3 separate regions of the Mus musculus genome follow, and all the other regions are linked to region 3. A link is a contact called in public promoter capture Hi-C data. All regions are on one chromosome and are shown on one strand. Each heading gives the region's core, a stretch centred on a gene start, on an enhancer-like site or on the middle of the called end of the contact. The rest is flanking DNA. Distances are from core to core; before and after follow the strand shown.

Region 1 (4,670 bases), core at 1,515-4,014, 3.2 Mb before region 3:
CTTTTCTTTTTGCGTGTGTACATTCCATGCTGTACATTCATATTTACTTAGGGAACCTGTGTGTGTGCCTGCATGTGTACAGAGGTTAGAATTGGTGGTCTGTCTTCTTCCATTATTGATCTCTGCTTTATTTACTGAGACAAGGTCTCTGACTAAACCTCGAATTCTCAGATTGGGCTAATCTAAGCTAGCCAGTTACCCTGGGAATCCCCTGTCTTTACTTCCTGAATTTAGGGATTAGAGGTAGGTTGCCATGCCTATCCAGTTTTTTGTTTTGTTTTGCTTTTAAAGACAAAATTTCTTTATGTAGCCCTTGGCTGTCCTGCAACTGGCCTCAAACTCATGGAGATCTGCCTGCCTCTGCTAGGATTAAAAGCTTGCTTATTTGGGTGGTGGGGAGCTGAACTCTGGTTTTCATGCTTGAATGACAGGTACGTTATTGTCTGAGTCGTTTCAGTAGCCCATGTTGTCTCTTGATGCAAGGTCTTGTTATATATAGCCCAGTTTAGCCTTGAACTTGTGCTCTCCGCATCCCTGGGCATGTAAGCACTACACCCAGCTTCTATTCCTTTGTTTGTTTGTGTCCAGGCCTGCTCAGTCAGTCAACAGGTTCTCCAGTACAGGAGTGAGGATTAAAAAGAAAAAAGACAGTTAGACAACATTGTAGTGTGACCCCAGTCTATTCTGAGACTGAAGGCAAATTTTTATTTTCTAACCCACTTTTTATACCATTTTAATTACATGCAAGTATTTTCGGCAAGCAGCACCATAAGGAACTACTAACAAAGCAGCAAGTGAAGTGATTACTCCCAAGTTAGTTGTTAAAAAGGGCTTGTCATAATGACCAAAATACTTGAGCCCACTTCCTCGTCCAAGCCCAAAATCTTGCCTGAAGCCTAGTTCCACCCTAAGACTAAAATTCCTGCCTTAACCTACTCCCCTTTTACAGCCTAAAGTTAGATTCTTGTGGAAATTTACTTCCTTATTATGCCCTAGTATCAGATTCCTGCCTGAAGCCCGTTTCCTTGTCCTTGGCCAATGTCAGACTCCTGCCAAGCGGTACCCCAAAAGGATTTCCACATGTTCGTTTTACTTTTTGAAGAGATAATACATTTAAAGCTTGCAGCATTTTGCTAGGCTCATTGATCCTGTTTGTACATGTTTATTGTCTAGTACTCAGGGTAATCATGAGTTGGAGGCTAGCCTGGGCTACATTGAGAATTTGAGCTATACAGGGAGACTGTCTCAAATCAATAGCAAACAGCTCCAACAAAGTGAGGATTCAGTAAGTTTAGTTTGCTTCTTGGTTAAAGAAATGAAAACAAAGTAAATAACTTTAGGGGCTGAGTTGTAGATCAGGGGTCCAGCATGTGGCCAGCAATCATAAAGACCTCCTGCACCAGGAGACATCTTTGTAGCATTTCTGTGCACTCCTGCTTTCTACCAAGCGGCTGTGTCTAGATGCACCTTTATATTTGGGGTCTTGAGCTGTGGTCAGGACCATTGGTGTAGGTTTGCTTAACTGTTGTACAGAGTTGCTCTTACCTCCTAAACAGCACTTGCTTAGTTGCATGCGGCCGCGGCTTTGGGAGTTGGTTTTGCCTTCCACCATGTGAGCCTAGGGATCAAGGGCAGGCTGTGGGCCTTGGCAGCATGCTTTCACCAGATGAGCTGTCTTGCCGGTCTTTGCCTGAATCAAACATGTTCAAGTTGCGTTTTCTTTACTATTTCTTTAGTTTTGAGGCGCTGGAGATTAAAGCTGGGGCCTTGAACGTGTTAAGCACTTGCTGCACCTCACGTCTTTCATCCGTTCCAGGTAATCCCCTATCTGGACAAGCACACCGGGAGGAAATGAGCTTGCTTTGTTTTCATGATGATCACGTGCTTCAGACTAGCATTAAACAGGAAAACTCATAGCTAGATTAGGTGTTCCTTTTCATAGTCCATGTGGTGTGATTAAGATAAACAAGACATTGCTTTAATAGAAACACGATTTTGTTTGTACATGATCATGCCATTTCTCACCATTAATTTTTACACATGATAAAGCAGGATAGCATATTTACGTACGATACAGGTAGAGTAATAGCGAATATTTTTATCTGGGTTTTATATCTAGTATTCAGTAAACACTTGTCCTTGAATAACACAATTATGCAGAGGATACTATCCGCTGGAGACGACGAGGAAGCTTAGCTTTCCTGCAGTCTGAGCTGGTGTAACCTAACTAGCTAGAGGCTATGCAATTCCTGATTGACAGCAGGACCAGCAGTATGCAGAGTCTGTAAGGGAGAACACCCAGCTCAGAGGCAGTGATTAGAGCTTTGTCAGGAACCGCCACGTTCACCCCTGCCTGGTGTCTTGTGTTTTTCGGTCTACTAGATTTGTAAACAAATAACACAGAACAGTTCCTCTTTTGTTTTTATTAAAGTGACTGCGGTGCTGTTTCAGCCCCTCTGCCAGCATACATGCGTGGAAATGTGATATTCTCACTAAATTAGCTCATTTTAAGCTGTGGTTCCTGCTTATCTCCAGACCTTTGTGCATTAAATCCTATCTGGAGCTGCTCCCTGTATACACAAGTGTGTTTTGCTTGTGCTCTCCTGCCTTCTGTGAGAAGCTAGCTTTATGTAGGTCAGGCTTGGCTTAAGCGGCTTTCCTGAACCTGCGTAAGTCAGCTTAAGCTGGAGGAATTTTAATAAGCCCTCCCCTGTAGGCGTGGGCCTAAATGAGGCTAGCCTAGTTAAGCCTGATCTTTCTGTTTGTGAAAAGAGCTGAGCAGAGCTGAAGGCTGCATGGTGGTTTCAGAAACGGCCTACTTAATTCCAAAAGAACAATGGTAGGAAAGGCTAGATCTTCCAATTTTACCTTATCTGAAAAGCTTGATTTGCTAAACCTTGTGAAGCCATATGTGAAAATTCTCGAAGAGCACACTAATAAAAATTCAGTAATAGTGGAAAAGAATAGATGTTGGGATGTCATAGCAGTTAACTATAATGCGATTGGAGTAGACCGCCCTCCTCGCACAGCTCAGGGCCTACGCAGCCTTTACAAAAGGCTCAAAGAATATGCCAAACAGGAGCTATTGCAGCAAAAGGAGGCCCAGTCTGAGTTTAAAAGCAGTGTTTCGGAGCCCACCAAGCAAGTCATGGAAATGATTCCCCAGATTGCCAGCTTCGGCCTCATAAGAGACAGGAGCCACATACAGAGGTAAGCCTTATTTTATTTTGTTGTGGGAATTATGGCGCCTCCTATCTCTTGGGCTCTGGCTTAGCTGTGCTAGACATGTGCATAGCGAGCGTCCCCACAAGGGGAGCCGTGAACAGTGTCTTTGTTTTGCTTTCTTAAAAAAAAAAAAAAAAAGTAAAGCTCTGAGGAGTTCTCTGTTAGGACAGCTTGCAGCTGCTTTCCCTCCATCCTGCCGATTCCACAAGTAAAAGTTAAGGCAGAATTGATGGGATGAAGCTGTGACATCACTAAGTGAACTTTAAAGCCTTCATAGCGTAGAGTGTATAAAGTAATGGGTTTTACTATGACATTTTTACACATTTATTATATACTTTGATTATATCTCATAAACTTGTAAGCCTTAAAATTAGATTACTTGCTTCTGTGAGAAATTATTCTTTTTAAAGATTACATGTCATTGAAATTAAAAAAAAATTTTTTTACATAAAAGTTATATGAAGTTAGTAGTTTTGGGAGCAAATGGGGACTTTGTTTTTTTATGAATTATTACTGTGTATATTTCCTGAATATGCACTAAAGTAACAAAACTTCCTTGATAGATAACATGATTGATTCTAAGTGAAGACTGTTTTGTTTCTCTAGTGTGTTTGAAGTTGGTAAGACAGACACATTGACGAAAGGAGCTTAATAGCTAGCTAAGGGGTTCCAGTTACATAACAGAGTAAAGTGTAATTGGCTAATGGTCTAGTTCCACTCTGACATTGGCTCATAGGGAAGGTAAACTTTCTCATACTGCCCTCTGTAACTTATAAGACTCACATTTAATAAGGGCAACTGAAATAGGGATTGAAAACAGTTTGCGTTAGGTATGATTGTTTGCCTAAAAATTTTAAAAGCTGTTACCTGTGATCAATTTAAATTTAATTCTTGACATAAGATAAAAATGGCAGCTCCTTTCCTTTCTACTGACTGACTTAGGGTACTTTACACAAACTGCAAGCTCTATTAGTTGAAGGCCCTTTCAAACAAAGACTCAAGTGCTTTGCTGCTCTAGGAGAGGCGTTAGATAAGCAAAATTGCTGACTACCTGTGGGACTTTTTGAAGTTAGGGGAGAAAACATTTTAGCTGAAACTGTCTGTTGTTTTGGTAACATTAAAAGATATTTTTTAGTGTTTTACCCTATACTGCTTATTTTTATGTGATTTTTTTTTTTTTTAAAAAAGCACTGCATCTGGGAATTCAGGACATGGCTGTGCAGGGGGTTAATTCTTTCGACCACTGCGAGAAATTTTCACTGTGATGGCAATGAGATTCTATTGGGTAATCTATTGGATGGGTAATCTCCACAGTAAAAGCGTTTGACACTGGACTACTTGTTTTAAATTTTGCTCTTTTCAAAAATAGCCTGAAGAGAAATGACTTTTGTTTTACTGGTATAAAACTATACCTTTTGGGTATTAAATTTAGATTTTTGTAATTT
Region 2 (4,817 bases), core at 988-3,487, 3.1 Mb before region 3:
AAACTCTTTTATATGAATACTAATGTTTCATATGTGTGTGCATGCTTAGGTTTGTGCGGATATGCATGCATGTGCATACCCCAGGAGCTTGTCTGTTTGACATAGGGTCTCCCAACTGGGACTAAGGAACTAACTAGTTAGGCAAGACTGGTTGTCCAGCAAACTCTAGAGATGTTTCTGTCTCTACTTTCTCAGTTCTGGGGTTATGAGTCCGTGCTGTTTTTTTTTACGTGGGCACCAGAGACCAAACCTCTCATTCTCATGCTAACAGGTACAGCTTACAGGTACAGCTCAGCACTGACTGCCCCTTATTCAATTGTTCTTGTCATAAAAATCCTATGTCCTCTGCTTTCAAAGGGGAAATCACTAGTTTTATTACCTATATTATCCTTATTCCTGTTATTATCCTGTTATTACCAAGAAGGTGTTAAACTCCTGTTGTCACTGCATGCAAATTAATTTCTAAAACTCAGCGGTATCTACCCTGACCCATGTTAACAGGAATCGTCTGTCTTTGGAGTGAGTCTGGGAGGATACTGGTTTGATGCTAGTAATGCTTCTCTCAGAACCATGTGACCCTCTTACTCCAGAGAAGACAGGAAACAACAATTCAGAAACTCAATCGCATGCAACATGGTTGGCTGGCTTGGGACTTCTCAGGGTTTAACCAATTATGAGTTCGAAGTCAAGAACAAAAGTAGCAGAACTAGGGACACAAGCAGGATCGTGGTCATCTCCTGATAAGAATGGACCCATGGGGGGATTTTTACTCTTATTAGTCACAGGAACAGGAAGAACATAATCCAGGTCTGAATGCTGTCTTTGTTGTAAATCAGATAGGCCTGGTAGGATAGACTGTATTGTCACAGGCTGAGTGACTCCACCAGATAGAAAATCTCTCCTTACTCTGTTTCCTGTGTCTAAGCTGGAATCTATTCATAGACTTGAGAAGACTAGCTGAAGAGATACCTTTAACTTATATGCCCATGTGCCATGGCCCTGGTGGCATGGTATTATTACTGAAAACAACAGCAATCTATAAATTTACCCGTCTATGAATCTGCTTTTCCTAAAGCAAAACAAAAGCAAAAACACCCCCCAACACACACAAAAACTTTGTAGACTTAAAAATTATATTTTACACACATTATTAAAAGACTACTAGGCAAGAAGCCAACTCCTTCCAGAGAAGTTCTGTGAGGAGAGATGCAATTGATTGATTCCAGGAAGTGAATCATCAGGCAGGATGAAGCTATTTGATTTTGTGTCCCAAGGTCATTTTGTCTAGCAGATGGGAAAGCAGAGATGGTCAAAATTTGAGAAGTTCTTGGCCGAGTTAATCTTACTTCTCTAAACACAGTGAGCTTAGCCGTGAGACTGAGGAGGGAGGGCAGTTCCACTGTTAGAGCACCCAGGAAAGCTGTTCAGGAGATCTTAGAGGGAGGGAGCTCCCATTAAGAGTGCTCTGAAGCCAGCAATGGAAGGGAAGGGAAACAGCAGTTCAGGAGACATCCAGACACACTTCAGAAGGTCCCCAGAAACAGGGTAAACTTTGACCTATGTGACCTCTGCCTGGTATCACTTCACATTTTCAAGATGGTTTCCTGGAGGCACTGAAGAGTGGGACTTAGCCATCAGTCAGAAAGACGCCTTGGCTTAAGATGTCTGTGGCAGTAGCTTCAAAACAAAACAAAACAAAACAAAACAAAACAAAACAAAACAAAACAGAACAGAACTGTGTTTGTTGGGTTACCGTGTCTTTCAGAAGTTGGAACAGCCACTGTGTCTTTCAGCATGGCATCTGGGCCATCTACAAAATCACTTGTCAGTGTCTGTCAGTGGGTGACACTGTCAGCAAACTTGGTGCCTTGTAGTTTGGACTTGTACAGAACCTATACGCATACTTGTTGACAGTCTCCTTTGCAGACACTACAATAAGTGATTGTGTAAAATGTTAGCAACCCTCTTTGATGCCACAGAGCTCACACTCCAGAGATAGTTGGATACACACTCAACTTCCTCATTTAAACTTCTTAACTCCTAACTTATTCATATATTTAAAACAACACCACCACCACCAACAACTCAGCAACCAGTTTGAAAGCATGTTTGGTATGAATGGGTATAAAGTAACTTCTTTCCTGGACTGAATGTAATGATACCTTTTATGATACCCAGTGACTCTCAGATATCAATAAAAATGTTGTGGTTAATGTTTGACTGGGGGGGTGGGTGAAGGGAGAGGCTAGAGGAGCAGAACAGGTTGAGGAAGTGTCTCTTAGGGTTCTTCAGCCACAGCAAGTGTCTCCACGGCTGAATGGACGACAAAAACTTCTAAGCAGCATTTCTTACTTACTGAAAGGTAAGGGTGAATTGTCCTCAGTATTCTTCCAGAAGTTTGTAAGAATGATAACTTAGATGATGGGTGGATGGCTTAAGAAGGGCTGATAAATGTATCCCTTGAGGCCAAGTGTGTACAGCTACAAAAGGTGCTTGTCCCTGGTGTCCTTAGCTTTTGGGGAGGACACAGTTCCTTTCTCTAATAGTTATTTCTCATGAGTCTGTATTTCAGACACTCACTGGATGAAAGTGGCTTTTGGTCGAACTGAACTTGGAGTGGAACTAAGGGAACATTGGGTTCTCTGAGGTGTAAATGAGTGTGAGCACCTGTCATTAGGGATCAGCATCTAAAACTGGTCTGAGAACATTTCCAGAACTATGTTGTAGGAATTGGAGTTAGAATCCTAGTCTCATAAGTTGTGGTGTCTCTCACATGTCTTTAGAGATCATTCAGTCTACTTTTTGGAGGAGACAAATCCAGTGTTGGATTCTTAACACTGTCTGGAACGTGGAAGGGTTGGCACAGAGGAGAAAGGAGACTTTTAAAGAAAGCACTAGAAGAAGAGCGAAAGGGAGACCAGTCCCACCTTGCAGGTGGGAAAGGGAAGTTGCTGTGGGGGTGGGGTGGGGTGCTTCTGGTTCCCTTCATAGCAGATGAACTGTCTGCTAATGAGGGATTCTCAAGATATCATATGCGCACTGGGAATCTTCATAGTTTTGGCCATTGCCAGTGTGTTTTGATTACAGGTGACTTTATAGAAATGACACAGATGCTCCCTGTAGTAGGGTGTACCAAGCAAACTGTTTGGGCAATACTTTCTTTCATACTTTTCTATAAAAATGTAAGTAGCAAGTAAGGCATTGTTTAAAAGAAGAAAGTGCACACTGGGATAACAAGAAAAACAGTCAACATTGAGGTGTTCTAAAGAAATAAAAGGACTCCTTTTCTGGAGAGTCTACAGTTAACTGGGGGACATGCATTTTATGAGTCTTTGGGGTTGGTCAGTTGGGTTGGGCCCATTTCATCATTGATTGGCTAGAGCACATGAGGCTGTGCACTTATGTTCTCTGAACCTTAATCTTTTTCATTTAGATAACAGATAATCTGCCCAAGTGGGTGACCATGAGGAACAAATGCATAGGTAAAGTGCTTGCTGTAATGGTAGCCCCTCAGTGAAGGTTGGCTTTCTTTTTCAGGAGAAAGTCCAGATACTGAGTCAGGTCAAGCTGAGGTGTTACTGTTTGCTCTGTAAGAAAACAAAAACAAAAACAAAAACACCCGCCTTGTGCTTATGATTCTCCTGCATGTTAGGATTATATGTGTGTACCACCACAGCCTTCTAGAAAGATCATTCTCTATTGTGTGCGTGTGTGTGCGCGCACACACACACACACACCACACACACATCCCCCCAAGCTATGTTAAGAACATGGGATTGGACATGATAATAAGAATGATAAGATGATTGGGTTCTGATGAATAATATTCAAAAGTCAAAAGTCCCCCAGACAGTTTCCATATAAGTCTTCAGGTTTGAAGATCTGAGGGAAGATCTGAGCTCTGAGGGAAGTCATTGCTGTTGAACATAAATACTGCATTTGCAGTATTTTCTTCTTACCAAGGCCAAAGTTTGTCCTGTGTCCTACTGTCAAAGGCAGGATCCAGAAAGAGAACCTGCTACACTTTTGTGTTGGGAGAGGACTCTGGGAAGCAACCCTGTGCATCCTTTTGTTCCTGTCTCAGAAGGTCCACGAATAAATGCACATATGGGTGTGGAAACACTTAGTCATTTGTTGTCATAAAATTGTGTTCATTCAGAAACTTCTGGTGTTTAACTTAGAATGGGTCTAGCCTTTCTGTGGCCAACTCATTGATTCTTAAACAATGGAAGATATGATGAATTTTCTTACGTGTCTGACCCATCTGTCATTTGTAAGTTGTGATAATGAACATGAATATTTACTTCAATTTGAGGCATATTAACTTACTACAATAAGACAGTCACCCAGTGACTCAATTATTAATTGTATTAAAATATATATTTTCATGTACATAACACTTAACAGATTAAGCTATATTTCCTAGTTGCATAGGTGGTAAAGAAAACCTTAACTTTTAAAAAAAATTCTCTAATAATGACAATATGAATTTATCTAAGATATCTAGATTCGATACTTTCTTACCATATTTAAAAGGTTATCACTTGTTGGTATGATTAAACCCAGGGCCACAATCATGGTAGGCAAGTGCTACATGCAGCTCTGGAGTGAAGAGAATCAGAACTCTAGGTCTGTGTTTTGGAAGATGTTTAAAGATGAACATGTTCCTCACATGCATGCTGGCTACACTGTGCTTCCGTCTTTGATCTCTGATAGAATTCAGTCAGTAAAGCTTTTTCCTGGGCTTAGTTTCCTGCCTTGTATGATAAGGGGATCCACACCACAGGATTGTTGAGTGTAAATGAATAGATTTTCTA
Region 3 (4,752 bases), core at 163-2,662:
GGGTTGATTAAGAAGCTTTGCCGAGGTTACAATCTCATTCATCAGGAGTTCCTGACGAGCAGTCTCGGCTGCCAACTTTCACTCAAGGCAAACCTTATCTGGCAATAACTTATACTTTACATGGTTATTAGGTTAAGGAAGTAGGCACTTTTTTGCTGTTCTTCCATTTAAAAAAAGAAAATCTGCCCATAAACCTGGTCACAAAAATACTAAAGAAATGTACAGCTAGGTGTGGTGGTGCATGCCTGTAATCCCAGCACTTGTGAAGTCACACCAGTAGGATCTGAAGTTAAAGTTCAAGGTTTAGCCTCTGCTCCAAATCCACATGGGTGACAGCCTAGACTACAAGGCACTCTGTCTAAAAAAACTAATGTCGAGGAAATGTGATGTGTGACTGTATGACTCGATTTCAGAATTTTGAGACCGTATTCAATAAGCAGTTCAACACACTCAGACAGCTGTTTGCTCGGGCTCAGAGACAAGCTTCGCTCCCCATACCTTACTGTCCTTGAAAGTCAATTGCTTCAATTGCTCCAGTTCTTCCCTGTGTTTTTGCTCCATTTCTCTTTCCAATTTAGCAACATCTTCCGTGAGCTGCTTCCTCCTCTTTTTGTCGTTTTTGGGAACAGCGTTCTTCATTCCCTGAATTTTGGCTAAAAAAAGTCATCAAAACAGCCGTGTCAGAGCCCCCGGACCAAAAAGCGAAAAGCAGTTAAGAGGGTGGGAAGAGGTACAATTATAGAATGTAAAGTAATTATAGAAGCAATTAATCATGACACAACAATCAGCTACGGAGAAAGGTCCGGATGAGGCTTGCGACCCAACGTAAACACAATCTCGAATTTGTTTGGTTTGACAGGGCAAAACCAAGGTTAAAAAACTATACTAAGGTAAAACTTCTGCCTTTTAAATATCTTTCTCTGTGACCGACAAGCCAAGGAGAAGCAATTCAGACCACACCACTAAGGCCAGGCGTCGGGATCGGGGGCAGGAATGGGAAGGGAGGAAGAGGAGGTCCAAGACTTTGGTCTCCAGGCACATCACTCAGCAGCAGCACGTGCACCGGACCCGCTAGGGGTCCACGGCAGGTCGCACACGGGGACATCTCCGGGGACTGCAAATAAGGGGGTCGAGGGAATGGGGAAAGCTGGAGAAGACTGATCAAAAGTTATCTGAGGGAAAGCCTAGACGGATCCAGGACGTGTGCCCGTCCAGGTACCAGAGGACACACTCCACGCTCCCAGCCTTGGGTGTGGACGCCTCTTACATTCCCAGCCCCTTTCCCGTCACCTTGCAGCTCCTTCTTCTCCTTCCGATGCCTTCTCACCAGCTGCTCCTCATCATCGAGCTCTTCAGCCACGACCTCCTCCATGACGACCAGGCGGCCCGGCACCCGCGCTGAAGGAGATCCGCACCTCAGGAGGGCCAGCACCTCCCACTCCTCAACCCTCACCCGGGGCGCCATTGGCCGCCGGGAAGGCCCAGCCCCGCCTCAAGGCGGCTCCGGATCCAGGTCTAACCACTGAAACCGGGAGACGCCGACATGGGCTAGGGCGCCTGCGCGCTCGGACCGCTCTGGGCGGCGCGCCGGAAGCTGGGATTGTGCGATTAAGGACGCGCCCGGCGCTGGAGCAACCGCAGCACAAAGCTACGCGCCAGGCGATTGGCCCTGACGGGGCGCACGGAGATGACATCACGGACGTTCTTTCGCACAGCTTTCAATTTGTGCTTTAGAACGCTCCGTAGTTGTCCTCTTTGCCAAAACATGTTGAAAAGATTTTTTTTTTAATTTTAATAAAAGCGTGGTTTGTTTTCAATGAGGATCTTTACGTTATATTAGTCATACACTAGGGAATGGTTTGTTTTTTGTTTTTTTACAATGTGGTAAAAGGGGAAACGCTAAGTAAGGAATGCCTACTCTTGAAATAAGTGATGAAAGAGATAAAAAAGGACTAAGCTTAGTAAAGTCCATTTGCTAAATTCAGTTGTAAAACGATTAACAGTGATGTCAGGGTGTTTTGAAGATTTGAGGCAAGATTTAACAAATGTAACTCGTGTGCCACAAAAACAAATTAGCAAAGGCAAACAAGAATGCTCACGGAATGGTGGCAGGAGTGGAAGACTCAGAGTGTTGGTCCAGTAAAATTTAAAAAAAAAAAAAAATCTCTATTTAGGGCTGATTGTGGTTGTGTAGGCCTTTAATCCCAGCACTTAGGAGGCAGGCAGGCAGATCTCTGTGAGTTTGAGGCCAGCCTGTCTACATAGGGAGTTCCAGGATGTCCAGAGAGTTACATAGGTGAGACCCTGTCTCAAAAGTCGATAGACAGGGGCTGGCGAGATGGCTCAGTGGATAAGAGCGCCAACTGCTCTTCTGAAGGTCCCGAGTTCAAATCCTAGCAACCACATGGTGGCTCACAACCATCCATAGCGAAATATGATGCCCTCTTCTGGAGTGTCTGAAGACAGCTACAATGTACTTTCATATAATAAATAAATAGATCTTAAAAAAAATAGATAGACAAACATATTCTTTTTTATATATAAATGCCTGAGACAGAACAAAACAAATGAAGTTGAAATAATATTTCTGGAAATAATTGAAAACTTATTTCCAGAGATGAATAATGAACTGCACCTACAACTGTATAAACCTGTAAGGGGTTGTATTAGTCAGGGTTCTCTAGAGTCACAGAACCTATGGAAAGTCTCTATATAGCAAGGGAATTTATTGATGACTTGCGGTCTGTAGCCCAAACTCCCCAACAATGGTGAGCAGCAGCTGTGAATGGAAGTCCAAGGATCTAGCAGTTGCTCAGTCCCACAAGGTAGGCAGGTGAAGAAGACAGAGTAAATCTTCCTTCTTCCAACATACTTATGGAAGTCTTCAGAAGGTGTGGTGCAGATTAAAGGTGTGTTCCACCACGCCTTTAATCCCAGATGACCTTGAACTCAGAGATCTCCCTATCTTAATCTTCTGGGATTCATAGCCACTATGCCTCAAGAGCTCCATGCCAAGATCTAGGTCAGAAACTTGCATCTCCCAGCCTCCAGATTAGGATCATAGGTGAGCCTTCCAATTCTGGATTGTTTTTCATTCCAGATATAGTCAAGATGACATCCAGGAATAGTCACTACAGGGATACATTTAAATTAATTTTGGTGAAGAGAAAAGAACAACTACACATATCCTGTTTTGTTTTGTTTAATTTCAATGTTGTGGGCGAGTGTTATACAAGTATCTAGACTAAGAAATCCAGTTATGACCTAAGATACTTTTCTTGCAACTCTAAAAAGCCAAAAAGCAGTGCAATAAAATCACAGAGAAATGTAATTTTTATATGAGAGCTGTATACCCTGCCAGGCTTAGAGACTGGAAATTTCTGGAGTTAGACTAAATACATTTTGCATTATGATGTGGACATCAGGCTATAGGGCCAGGAAGTGGAAGTTGGTTTGAATAAGAATGTACCCCCAAAGGCTCAGATATTTGAAGACGCGGTCCCCAGTTGGTGGTGCTATGTGGGTCGGAGCATAAGGTATTGCATTGCTGAGGAAAGTATGTCATTGGGGATGGGCTTTTGATTCCAAAAATGTGTCAGCCCAGTTTTCTTGGGGTTGTTAGTGATGTTTTGTTGTTTTTCTGATTCCATCCTGTGATTGGAGGCATAAGTCCTTAGACTCAGCTCTCACCATCTTGTTTCCACTCTACCATCATGGACTCTAATCCTGTGAAAACCAAATATGCCAAATAAGTTGTTTATTTTGTAAGTTGGCCTCATTGTAATATTTCATTACAACAACAGAAAACTAATTAATACAGCAACTGGAAGGAATTCTTAAATATTAAGGGTTAAGAAAATAAGTCAGTAAAGAACTTTCTCTGAATTTTTTTGCTTAATGATGTTGTGGTCTAAAAGGCGCTCCACAAACCACATGAACACTAATCTCAGTCAGATAGGGATGGTTTATTGAATACACACCGTATTATTGGTCAGAACAGGGACATGATTCAGAATGATGACAATGGACATCTTTCTCTGTCAGCTTATAAAGGAAAAAAATCACAAAAAAACACAATGAGTTCATACACAGGTGCAAGAAGTCCTTCCCAGTGGCCAGCTCTATCTCAAGCTATTTTAGACATAACAGTTTATACTGACCTCTGATTTCATAGGTCCTACAAAAGGCTTTGTGAAATTTCTTAAGATTGGCAAACCTCTCACAGAATATTCACAACATGAAGAACAAAACAGGGTATGTGGTCAGTATGTCCATGCACTGAGCCAAGTCACTTCTATATGTCAATGACTGGCAGGCATATTACAGCAACAATGTAAAATAGCTGCCAGACATGAAACAAAATGACTACAACTATGCTGGGGGCAGGTCATAGCAGGTGTTATAACACAACCAATCAATAACACCAACTGAAATGGCTAAAGTGAGGAAAAATCACATGAAATTTTTAATGGTATGAAAACTATTTAAAGGAATGACGCTTGGATCAATTTATATAGTATTGTATTTTATTAAAAAAAAAAGAGGAAGCAAGAGTATGTTTGATAGAGCCAGGTATCTTGAGGTAGAAGGGATGCCTCTGTGGGCCCATGCTGGGGCATCCCTTCCCAAGGCCGAGCAGGATTAAATGGAGGGGGACTGGGATGGGGAGAGAGGGAGAAGGGTCAAGGAGAGAAGGGACAGAGAATAAGAGCATAAGAGAGAGAAGAGGGGGCAAACAGCCTCTTTTATAGT

What was found. Promoter capture Hi-C pulls out the DNA fragments that hold promoters and counts their contacts.
Region 1: a contact with region 3 is called in a promoter capture Hi-C map of pre-B cells. The contact joins the promoter of Fsbp here to the promoter of Otud6b in region 3. A contact is called at or near these places in 2 of 39 promoter capture datasets (cranial neural crest and pre-B cells).
Region 2: a promoter capture Hi-C map of pre-B cells shows a contact between it and region 3. The contact joins the promoter of Cdh17 here to the promoter of Otud6b in region 3. A contact is called at or near these places in 1 of 39 promoter capture datasets (pre-B cells) and 1 of 484 Hi-C or Micro-C datasets (B cells).

Annotation. Positions count from the first base shown.
Region 1 is chr4:11,576,898-11,581,567 of GRCm38.p6, forward strand. Fsbp (fibrinogen silencer binding protein) reads left to right here and starts at 2,765. Exons shown (of 2, transcript NM_001256142.1): 1 at 2,765-3,210. The coding sequence starts at 2,837. The region is part of intron 3 of Rad54b (RAD54 homolog B (S. cerevisiae)); the gene reads left to right.
Region 2 is chr4:11,755,920-11,760,736 of GRCm38.p6, forward strand. Cdh17 (cadherin 17) reads left to right here and starts at 2,238. Exons shown (of 18, transcript NM_019753.4): 1 at 2,238-2,362.
Region 3 is chr4:14,825,001-14,829,752 of GRCm38.p6, forward strand. It overlaps Otud6b (OTU domain containing 6B), which reads right to left and starts at 1,413. Exons shown (of 7, transcript NM_152812.4): 1 at 1,291-1,413; 2 at 499-653. The coding sequence starts at 1,372.